Linked DNA regions of Oryctolagus cuniculus: region 1 is linked to region 2. The links are chromatin contacts, called in public Micro-C maps. All regions are on one chromosome and are shown on one strand. The core of a region is the stretch at or near the end of the contact, and the rest is flanking DNA. Distances in the headings are between cores, read along the strand shown.

What was found. Hi-C and Micro-C count contacts between places; a contact is called where the count stands out from the background.
Region 1: a contact with region 2 is called in a Micro-C map of ear pinna, with 10 times the contacts expected there. The contact joins the promoter of CPLANE2 here to the promoter of SZRD1 in region 2. A contact is called at or near these places in 4 of 6 Hi-C or Micro-C datasets (ear pinna, psoas muscle, skin fibroblasts and 1 more).

Annotation. Positions count from the first base shown.
Region 1 is chr7:153,431,942-153,436,685 of mOryCun1.1, forward strand. It overlaps CPLANE2 (ciliogenesis and planar polarity effector complex subunit 2), which reads left to right and starts at 3,081. Exons shown (of 7, transcript XM_051836563.2): 1 at 3,081-3,241; 2 at 3,514-3,635. The coding sequence starts at 3,524.
Region 2 is chr7:153,301,459-153,306,229 of mOryCun1.1, forward strand. It overlaps SZRD1 (SUZ RNA binding domain containing 1), which reads right to left and starts at 2,636. Exons shown (of 4, transcript XM_051836577.2): 1 at 2,517-2,636. The coding sequence starts at 2,567. It overlaps LOC138850723 (a long non-coding RNA gene), which reads left to right and starts at 2,517. Exons shown (of 2, transcript XR_011390874.1): 1 at 2,517-2,866; 2 at 4,154-4,466.

The DNA of each region.
Region 1 (4,744 bases), core at 1,831-4,330, 130 kb after region 2:
CCAGGGGCAGGAGGGTTGTTGCGGAAGCCGGAGAGCTAAGTCCGCCCCTTGCGTGGGCGTCTCAGTCCAGCACCACAGACAGGGTAATTCACGAGCGGCAGATGCATTTCTTACCGTTCGAGAGGGCAGGGGCTCCAGGATCAAGGCGCCAGCAGCTCTGAAGTCCACTGAGGGCCCTGTCTGTTTCCAAGGTGGCACCTTGGTGCTGCTGCGTCAGGGGCCCTGTGTGTGTGTGTGTGTGTGTGTGTGTGTGTGTGTGTGTGTGTGTGGAGGGGACAGAAGAGGCAAACCTGTCCCCGCCAGCCTTTTTATAAGGTCACTAATCCCAATCGCCTCGAAGACCCTACCTCTTAAAACTGTCACACTGGAGATTCAGTTTCTTTTTTTTCTTTTTTTCTTTTTTTTTTTTTAAGATTTATTTATTTGAAAGAGTTACAGAGAGAGAGGAGAGGCAGAGAGAGAGAGAGCTTCCATCTGCTGGTTCACTCCCCAAATGGCTGCAACGGCCAGAGCTGCGCCCATCCGAAGCCAGGAGCTTCTTCCAGATCTCTCACATGGGTGCAGGGGCCCAAGCACTTGGGCCATCTTCTACTGCTTTCCCAGGCCACAGCAGAGAGCTGGATTGGAAGTGGAGCAGCCGGGACTCAAACCAGCACCCACATGGGATGCCAGCACTGCAGGCAGTGGCTTTATCCACTACGCCACAGTGCCAGCCCTGATTCAGTTTCAACCGACGGATTTATAGTTTTATTAAGACAAAAACTGACAGTGTGATATGAAGTTTACATTTAAGCAGACTTTTCACAGAAACCTAACACATGCCTACAGAGATTTACAGTGTCGCTCCCAATAGGTCTAGACCATGTCCTCACAGATTTGTGAGGACATCAGATCATAGCCACACCTTGCTAAACTGGTAGGGGCAGATGAGGGCGGCTTTTCTTGGGGGTCCCTGGTGGGCACCACCCAGGCCTCGCCTTCCAGTCAGCGATGCAGGATGTTGATGGCTTCGTGGCATCAGGAAAGACAGACTTCCCATGTTCCAGGCAGAGGGTTGTGGGAGGCGCAGCACACCCAAGGCAGCCTGTGGCCGGGGTCGATGGCACTGTCGAGTGACCTGTGCCGGTGTGATGGCCAGAGGTCATCTGCTCAGATGTAGCCAGGGGAAGAAGCCCATCAGAACCTGCGGTGGGGGGAGAGACCAGCGCAGCCAGGGCCATGGCAGAAGGGAGAGTTCTCTGTGGAGCCAAGGCACTGAGAGGCGGCATCCAAGGAGGGCTGACCTCCGCACCTGTGCGTCCCGGGCAGGGGTGCGTCTCCCCGAGGGGGAGAGGAAAGGAAACAACCCTGAGGACACTGTTGGAATTGTGGAGCAGCAGTTGTGGCACAGCGGGCCACACTGCTGGGGATGCCCCTGTCCCACGCTGAAATTCCTGGCTTGAGTCCAGGTTTTTCTGCTTCAGGTCGAGCTTCCTGCGAATGCGCACCCTGGGAGGCGGCAGGTGATGGCTCAAGTGCTTGGGTCCCTGCCGCCCACGTCGGGGACCAGGATGGAGGTCCTGGCTCCTGACTTTGTCCTGACCCAGCCCTGGCTGTTGAGGCCATTTGGGGAGTGACCCAGTGGGTGGAAGGTCTGTGAATAACCCTGCCTCTGAGTGAATGGGCTATAAGAGCCGTGCAGGTGAGCCGGGCGTCTGGGCGAGGAATGGCTCCTTGCGCCTCTGCCTCGCTGTGGGGCAAGCAGGATGGGGGACAGCACCCTGTCTTCGCATCCTTGTCCCCTCCCACCCCCCCGGTGGGCCTCCATGATTTGTGGGTTGCTGGCCCCCTGGCTGATTCCAGCCTCACTGGGAACAGCCCTTCTGGTGGCTGGGGCAAAGTTTTTGGTTTTCTTTTTAAAAAAGATCTATTTTAGTTATTTGGAAGGCAGAGTTACTGAGAGGGAGAGACACAGATCTGCTGGTTCACTCCCCAGATGGCCACAATGGCTGCGGCTGGGCCTGAGCCAGGCAGAAGCCAGGAGCTTCTTCTGGGTCTCCCACATGGGTGCAGGGGCCCAAGCACCTGGGCCATCCTCCACTGCTTTCCCAGGCATATTAGCAGGGAGCTGAATTGGAAGTGGAGCAGCCAGGACTTGAACCAGCACCCTTATTGATACTGGCATCGCAGGCAGTGGCTTCACCTACTATGCCACAGCACTCGCCCTGGGGCAAAGTTTTGTGTTTTTTTTTTTTTTTTTTTTTTTTAATTATTTATTTGAAAGGCAGAGTTGTAGAGAGGCAGAGGCAGAGAGAGAGAGGTCTTCCCTCTGCTGGTTCACTCCCCAAATGGCTGCAACGGCCGGAGCTGCGCCGATCTGAAGCCAGGAGCCAGGAGCTTCCGCCGGGTCTCCCACGCAGGTGCAGGGACCCAAGCATTTGATCCATCTTCCACTGCTTTCCCAGGCCACAGAAGAGAGCTGGATCAGAAGTGGAGCAGCCGGGACCCGAACCGGCGCCATATGGGATGCCGACACTCAGACGGCGGCTTTCCCCACTGCGCCACAGCGCCGGTCCCGGCAAAGTTTTTAAAAACCTGAAACCCAGTATGGGGAAACAGACATGGACTGCTACGTGACTGAGGGAGAATGCCATTGCTCCAGGCTGCTTTATAAATGAGGCGACCTCTACAGCCCTCGCTGCTGGCACAGCCCTTCAGTGAACGGGAACTCCTAGGTCAGGCTTAGCAAGGCAGGCACACGCGCGACTCGAAGGCACTGCAGGAAATCGACGACAAACTGATGGACAGCGTTCGCCGAGCGGCCCCTCCGCAGCCGGTGCACCCAGCGGGCGTTGGCGCCGCCGGCCCACTGCCCGGCGTCCAGCAGTGGCGCGGGGCCGCAGGCTGGGAGCTGGGAGGTCCGCCGCAGGCGGGCAGGCGCTGGTCCGCGCTGGCGTTCCCAGCTTCGGAGCGGCAAGGAAGGGCCCTGGGCGGAGGCCCCGACCTGACGTCACCGCCCGCGGGCTCGGGCGCCCAACCGCCGCGCAGCGGCCGGCGTTAGCGGGCCCCGCCCCGGCGTCCCCATGGCAACGGCCTCTGCACATGCGTCCTGAGCCCCGGCGCCTGGCCGGGCGGCGCGCGCGCCGAAGCCGGACGCAGGCCTGGCGGAAGCGGACCCGGCGGGCCGGGCAGGGAGCTCAGCGCAAGGCTTTTAAAGAGACCGTCGCCACCGAGGCGTTCTCGCCAGCGCGTGTGGCTGACGGTGAGAGCTGGGGGGTGGCTCCCGGAGTCGGAACCCAGGAGGGAGAGGAGCAGGGCTGTGTGACCCCCGAAAACGGCTCCCGCTCCCCCTGCCCAGGGAAATAAAGGGATGACTCCCCGGGGCGGGGTGCGGGGTGACACGGAGGAGGGGGCGCTCGGAACTGCGCCCTCTGCGCTGGGAGAGGCGGAGGGGACTAAGAGGGGTCCCGGGTCCCCTCTCCCCCCCTGCCCGCTCTCAGCACCCTGCCGCCCCCTCCCACCCACCCCCGCCAGGGTGCCCAGCATGGCTCGCCCGCCCGCGCCCGGCTCGGCCATTGTCCCAGACTGGCACGAGAGCCCCGAGGGCAAGGAGTTCCTGGCCTGCGTCCTGCGCAGGAGCCGCCGGCGGCTGTTCGGTGAGTGCCCGCGGCCGCGCGTCCCTCCGTGGGGAGCCTGCGCCCTCGCGTGCTCAGCCGTGGGCCCCCGGGACCCTGATCCCTCAGCGGATTCCACCGTCGGGGCCAGGAGCACGGGAACAGCCCAAATCCCGCCCAGCGCGGCGGCCGCGGCGGACACGCTGACCGCGGGGGCACCTCGCGCTCCCCGCGCGGATCGCGCCCCGACCCCTGGTCTGTGTCTGTGGGAGAAGACGCAGCTCCCCAGGACGGAGCCAGCGCCAGCGCGCCCCAAGGTCTGGGCCCGCACGTTAGAAGCTGCCAGCCCTTAGCCCGCAGAGCTGCGTGCACACATCCGGGGCTCTGCGCGGCTGATTGGTGGTAACTGAGACACTTTCGTAAGGAAGGCGTCGTGGAAGGCCGTGCTCTTCTATCGAGGAATTCCAACACGTGTGTTAGTGGTGCCAGCGAGAACCATCTCATGCATCACTCTTCAAATAGGGGTTAAAGCCCTGGCCTGAAGCGCCGGCATCCCATATGGGCGCTGGTTCTAGTCCCCGCTGCTCCTCTTCCAGTCCAGCTCTCTGCTGTGGCCCGGGAAGGCAGTGGAGGATGGCCCAAGACCTTGGGCCCTGCACCCACCCACATGGGAGACCAGGAGGAAGCACCTGGCTCCTGGCTTCGGATCGGCGCAGCTCCGACCGTAGTGGCCATTTGGGGGGTGAACCAATGGAAGGAAGACCTTTCTCTCTCTCTCACTGTCTAACTCTGCCTGTAAAAAAAAAAAAAAAAAAAAAAAAAAAACACCTGGGTATTACTTGGAGTGGGCCAAGGCCCAGCCTGTAGCGCTAGTGTGGGGGCAGACCCTGTCCTCCAGGGTCCTGTTCAAGGGCAGAGTCTGCCCCAGGGGCCTCTGGACAGCAGGAGATGCCAGTGCTGCAGTGCAGGGGCCGCACTGAGTGGCAAAGGACCAGAGTCCTCTGAGCCTTTGTGTCCAAGCTCCAGGGTTTCCAAACCAGACCTTGAGCGGCTGATGGGCTGTCCTGATCCTAGGAACCTCAGGTGGTGATCCTTGTGCCTTTGGTCGCTGGGCTTAAGCCCTTTGCTACACGTGATAGGTAATGAACCGA
Region 2 (4,771 bases), core at 1,386-3,885:
AGGCTTTGCAAACAGTCATCAGCCCAGGTCCACACGTGCGTCACCTGCCTCTCCAGCAGGGCAAGCGCATCACCAGTGGCCGGCCTGGGCCGCCTTTCATCGGAGGACAACTGGTGAACACACACCAGCTCTACACTAGCCAACACTGATCAGACTGGAGCTGACACTTTCTGGAGCAAAAAGATGTCTCCAAACACAAAAGGCTCCATCTGTCCCTTGAGATTTGCTTACGATAAAGGACACAACTTAAGGCTAAGCCAACATTAGCACAATTCTTTATTTTTCTCTCTCCCAAAGGCAGGATATTTTAAAAGAACTATCTCCTTGGTGAAATGCAAATCACCGTTCCTGAACTGTCCCTTGACTGTGGATGTTAACCCCTTGGGAGCAAACAGGAAAAAGAATAATTTTATAGTTGATTGTTTACTGTACTAGCTAATGCCAAAACCAGCCTATTTAGATTATTTGAAGTATCTTTCAAAGTCAGTTTTTTCCTGAATAACATGACTCAACACCGGGCATTCTGACGAAACACAGGAAACAAGGACCTCAGATGCAGGGACACAGACGAGATTCCGGCATAACGGAAGCCTGCTGGGAGAGCTGGAGGGGAGGGATCACTTTTTGAATCAAGCAACCCCCATCAGCCAATCTTTTCTCCACGAGATTTGGCTTGGAGGTGGAAGTGGGCGACCCTTGAGTTGCCCGCATTTGAGAGACCATAAAACTGGCTGACACGTGGAGTCACTTCCTCCCTTCCCCTCTGGGCCCCTCCTCCAAAAGTGTGCATATCTGCAAGATTCTTTGTGAAATTTGAAAGGAAATCAAATCTAAGGCTTCAAATATGAGCCCAAAGCAAGTGTATTAACAACGAAAGCTAATGCCCAATTCCGAAGTCTGCCCCCAGGTTTCCAGGTAGGGAGTCAGCTTCCCACGGACTCTCAGTGTGACCCTCCGCAAGACGGCTCCCATCTATAAAGGGAGGGCAGTGCCTCAACAAGTTGTTCCCAGGATTCAATTAAATACGACACATAAGGGAACCTGAATCAGGCAGTGCCACTCCGTTCTCCGCCCCAGCACGTCCCTAGGACGGCAGCGGCATACTGGACCAACACCAGAAAGACCCCGGCTGCATCTGGCTGCATCTGGCTGCACGGGCGCCGGCGTGGCTGATCTCTGCGCAGCCTTCCCATTCTAACACGAAAGCGAACCCGCGCCTGCGTCGCGCCTCCGTCCTGTTCCTTTCATTTCTCTCTCTCTTTGGCACGAGACTCTCCTGTTCCTCTGAAACCAGTAAGGAAAACCAAGAAAGGGCGAAGATACCCAAGAAACCTATGTGGGTCACAAACCGTGGGCCACGCTTTTTCGGCAGGGGCGGCCCGCGGGGCGTCGGGGTGACTTAGCCTCCCTGGCACAGGGCCCAGCACCCCGCGGCCCCGGCGCTGTCTGGACGCACACGACACCTGCCCCTCCCGCGGAAAGCTCTAACTTCGCCCCAAGCCACAAGTCCAGGAGCCGGTCCTCCCCTGCGCGAAGTGGAAAAACATAAACGACCGTGACAGAAACGCTGAACCAGCGGAAAAAACCTTGAAGCCAAGTTTCGACATTCCGGCGGACAGGCGGGCAGGCGCCCACCGCCGCCCGGGCACCCACACGGACCTCCACGGTGGGCGTCCCCGAGGCAGCACCGCAGCCACCAGCGCGAGCGCACGCAGAGGTCTCGCGCCCACTCTCCCGGCGTCAGCCTCGGACCAGACCCGACACCAGCCCAACAGCACTGCATCCACCTTCCCTGCCGCTCCCGGAGGCGAACAGGAACTCCAAAATAGGTCGAACGGCCGCCTTCCCCCTCCCCTCCCGGGAAGGCGGCCCCTTCCCACCTCGCACCCCTCCCCCACCCCGGCCGGGGGTCCCCGGGACAGGGGCTGCCCGCAGGGCCCCCGGGGATCCGCCGTGCGCGGACTCCGAGCAAAAGCGAAAGAGAAAAAGCCCAGACTCGCCCACCGTGGCGGGGGATTTCAGCAGTGTGGCGCGGATCCGAGAGGACCCGGTTTCCCGCCCCCAGCCCCCGGCTGCGCCCCCGGCCGCCTCCAGGTCTGGCCAGGCCGCCCACCCCAACATGGGAGCCCCTCCTCGTCAGAGCACATGAACTTTAAAATGGTGCCCCGGCCGCGGGGGGGCCCGACGGGAAAGCACGGGCCCCCGGGGCCCAGGGCGGGCGAGCGGGCGCGGGGGCCACGAAAGCAGGCCCCGGTGCCGGGTGGGGCTCCCCGGGTGACGCGCACGCTGGGGGCTGGGGCGGAGGCAGGCGCACCGGGCAAAGGTGAGGGAGGAATTGGAACGCGGCCCCTTTAAGAGGCCTTCGCGGCGCTCAGGAACCGGGGGCCTCTCCTCCACCCCCGGCCCGGCGCAGGGGGCCCTTCCTGGGGGAGAATCATCCCCAGACCCACTCCCCGGAGGCTTCCCTCACGCCAGGTCCCGCCCGGCCCTGCCCCGGGGCGGCGGCTCCTCCTTACCCCGCTGTCTGCCGCCTCCTCCCAGCTCTCAGCGACCTCCTCATCTTCCATCTTACTCGCCGCTTTCCCTCCTCCCCCACCCCTCCCCGCGCCTGCGCCCTGAAGCGCGCCGCCGTCGCGGGCGCGGGCACGCAAGGCTTTCCTCAATGGACCCCGCCCCCTGCCTTACCCGGAAGCGGCCCCGGGCACTGGCCCACGAGTACCGGGGCTGCCATCTTGGAAGAGGGCGGGGAAGCTCGGAAGCTGCCATCTTTCTTAAGGGTAATGCGTTCTCGCTTTTACGGAGTTGGGAGTCCCAGGCGCCGTCTGTAGTCCGGAAAGTGAATTCTTTGGAACCATCTTTGCTACGGGCAGGCAATTACTGACAATTCTTGTTTTTTAAAATGAGTCGTTGTTTTCCCAAACTGCAGATGGTCGTTTCTTCAGAACTCTGAAAACATTTTTATACCTCAGCAAATGATGGAAAATACCTGTTGATGCATAAAACCGCTCACCATTTCTGTCTGATGGGGTGAAAATGGTCGCAGGATTTCCTGCTTGTAAAGCGATAGTTGAATCATTTATTATCGTTACTTTGTATCACTCGCTGCAATGTAAAACTGCTACCGTTAGTTGACATTATTGCACCTGAACTGGGACAACCAATGGGAGTCCCAGCTGCTACAGTTCTCCTGGATCTCAGCAGTTTCTATGAAATTATGCATGTGGTGTAGCGCTGTGATGTAGCAGGTGAAGCTGCCACTTGTAGTGCTGGCATCCCATACAAACGCTGGTTCAAGTCCCGGCTGCTCCACTTCCAGCTCTCTGCTAATGTGCCTGGGAAAGCAGTGGAAGACGGCCCAAGTCCTTGGGCCCCTGCACCCAAATGGGAGACCCGGAATAAGCTCCTGGCTCCTGGCTTTGGCCTGGCCCCATCCCGGCTGTTGGAGCCCTTTGGAGAGTGAATCAGCGGATGGACAATCTCTGTAAAACCATTAAAGTTAAAGACTGTCAAAGGTCAACTTCAGGTGCTTCCAATTTCAACAAGTTGCCTCATCTTACGCAAGTTTCTAAAGATTTCTGTATCTCAGTTGCCCTAAGAGTTAAAGACAGAGATGGTATTTGTAGCTATTTCAAAGGTACACTGTAAGGATTAAATGAATTACTCTGCCGAATAGCCTAGAATCCGTCTGACCCCTGGTAAAAGTTCTAAAGGGTTAGCTGTTATCATCATGGGGGTTTTCTTGCCTGCACGAGGACTATTTATAAACATATTTCACCTCTCTAGTCATTCTTTCTTTCCCAAAACACCAAAGCAAAAGGGGGAAAAAGCAAACACTCACACTGACACGGTCCTGTAGTCCTCTCGGTATAAAAAACACATCATTCACTAGTGTTACATGTTAGATGCGATAATCAGTTTATCCAACATGGAGTGTGTCTTGCTCATGTTTCTAGCATACCGTTAATCTTTCTGAAGTGACCACTTCCTGCTGTGACAATTTGCAATTTGTATGGCTAATGATTATTATGAATTCCAAGCATGTGTCCAATGTGACTGGTCTTTATTTAGAAGTTAAAGTGGCAAGTTGGCTAGTCTTCTGCTCTCTTGACTTCCTGTTTCTGAAATACAGTGTTTGTCCACTTTTCTTACCTAGATGTTTGTGGAGGAAACCACTCCCTGTATGCTGAAGATCCCCAGAGTTGATTCCCAGCCCTGGACCAGCCTGGCGTGTCCAGTTCACATGGCTAGGCTTTCACTGGCATCTCCACGTGGACATCCCATGAGCAGCTCAATTCTGTTAACTACTAATTCTGTTAACTGCTTCACCATCTTCAAGGAGAAAAGATTTTGTTTTAGTCGCTCTCTGAGACTCTATGCATTTATTCTCCTATGAACCCATTCATTGAAGTGAATTATTCTGACTGAGTCTTGCTGGGTGAAATTGTTGGATATCAACCTAAACCTTATTTCTGAGGTCTGAGTCGTTTTTTTCCAAATATAAGACGCCTGGTAGTTCAGGCTGTGTAGTTACACCTGCTACCAGCAGAGGGAGATCGTTTCTTTCAATTTTGAAGGAGCCTCAACAAAGGCGTTGTTAGTTGAGCGTTTCTTGGACAGAATTTTCAAAGACCAGAACATCAGCGATCTTGGAAGGCATTTGAGGCTGCTTCAGAGGGAATAACTTTTCTTTCACCAAGTGGGCAATCAGGAGACCAGCCCTGATTAATGAGACAGCATCTGTCACGGAGCCAGTTCCTCTCTGTTTCCCCTT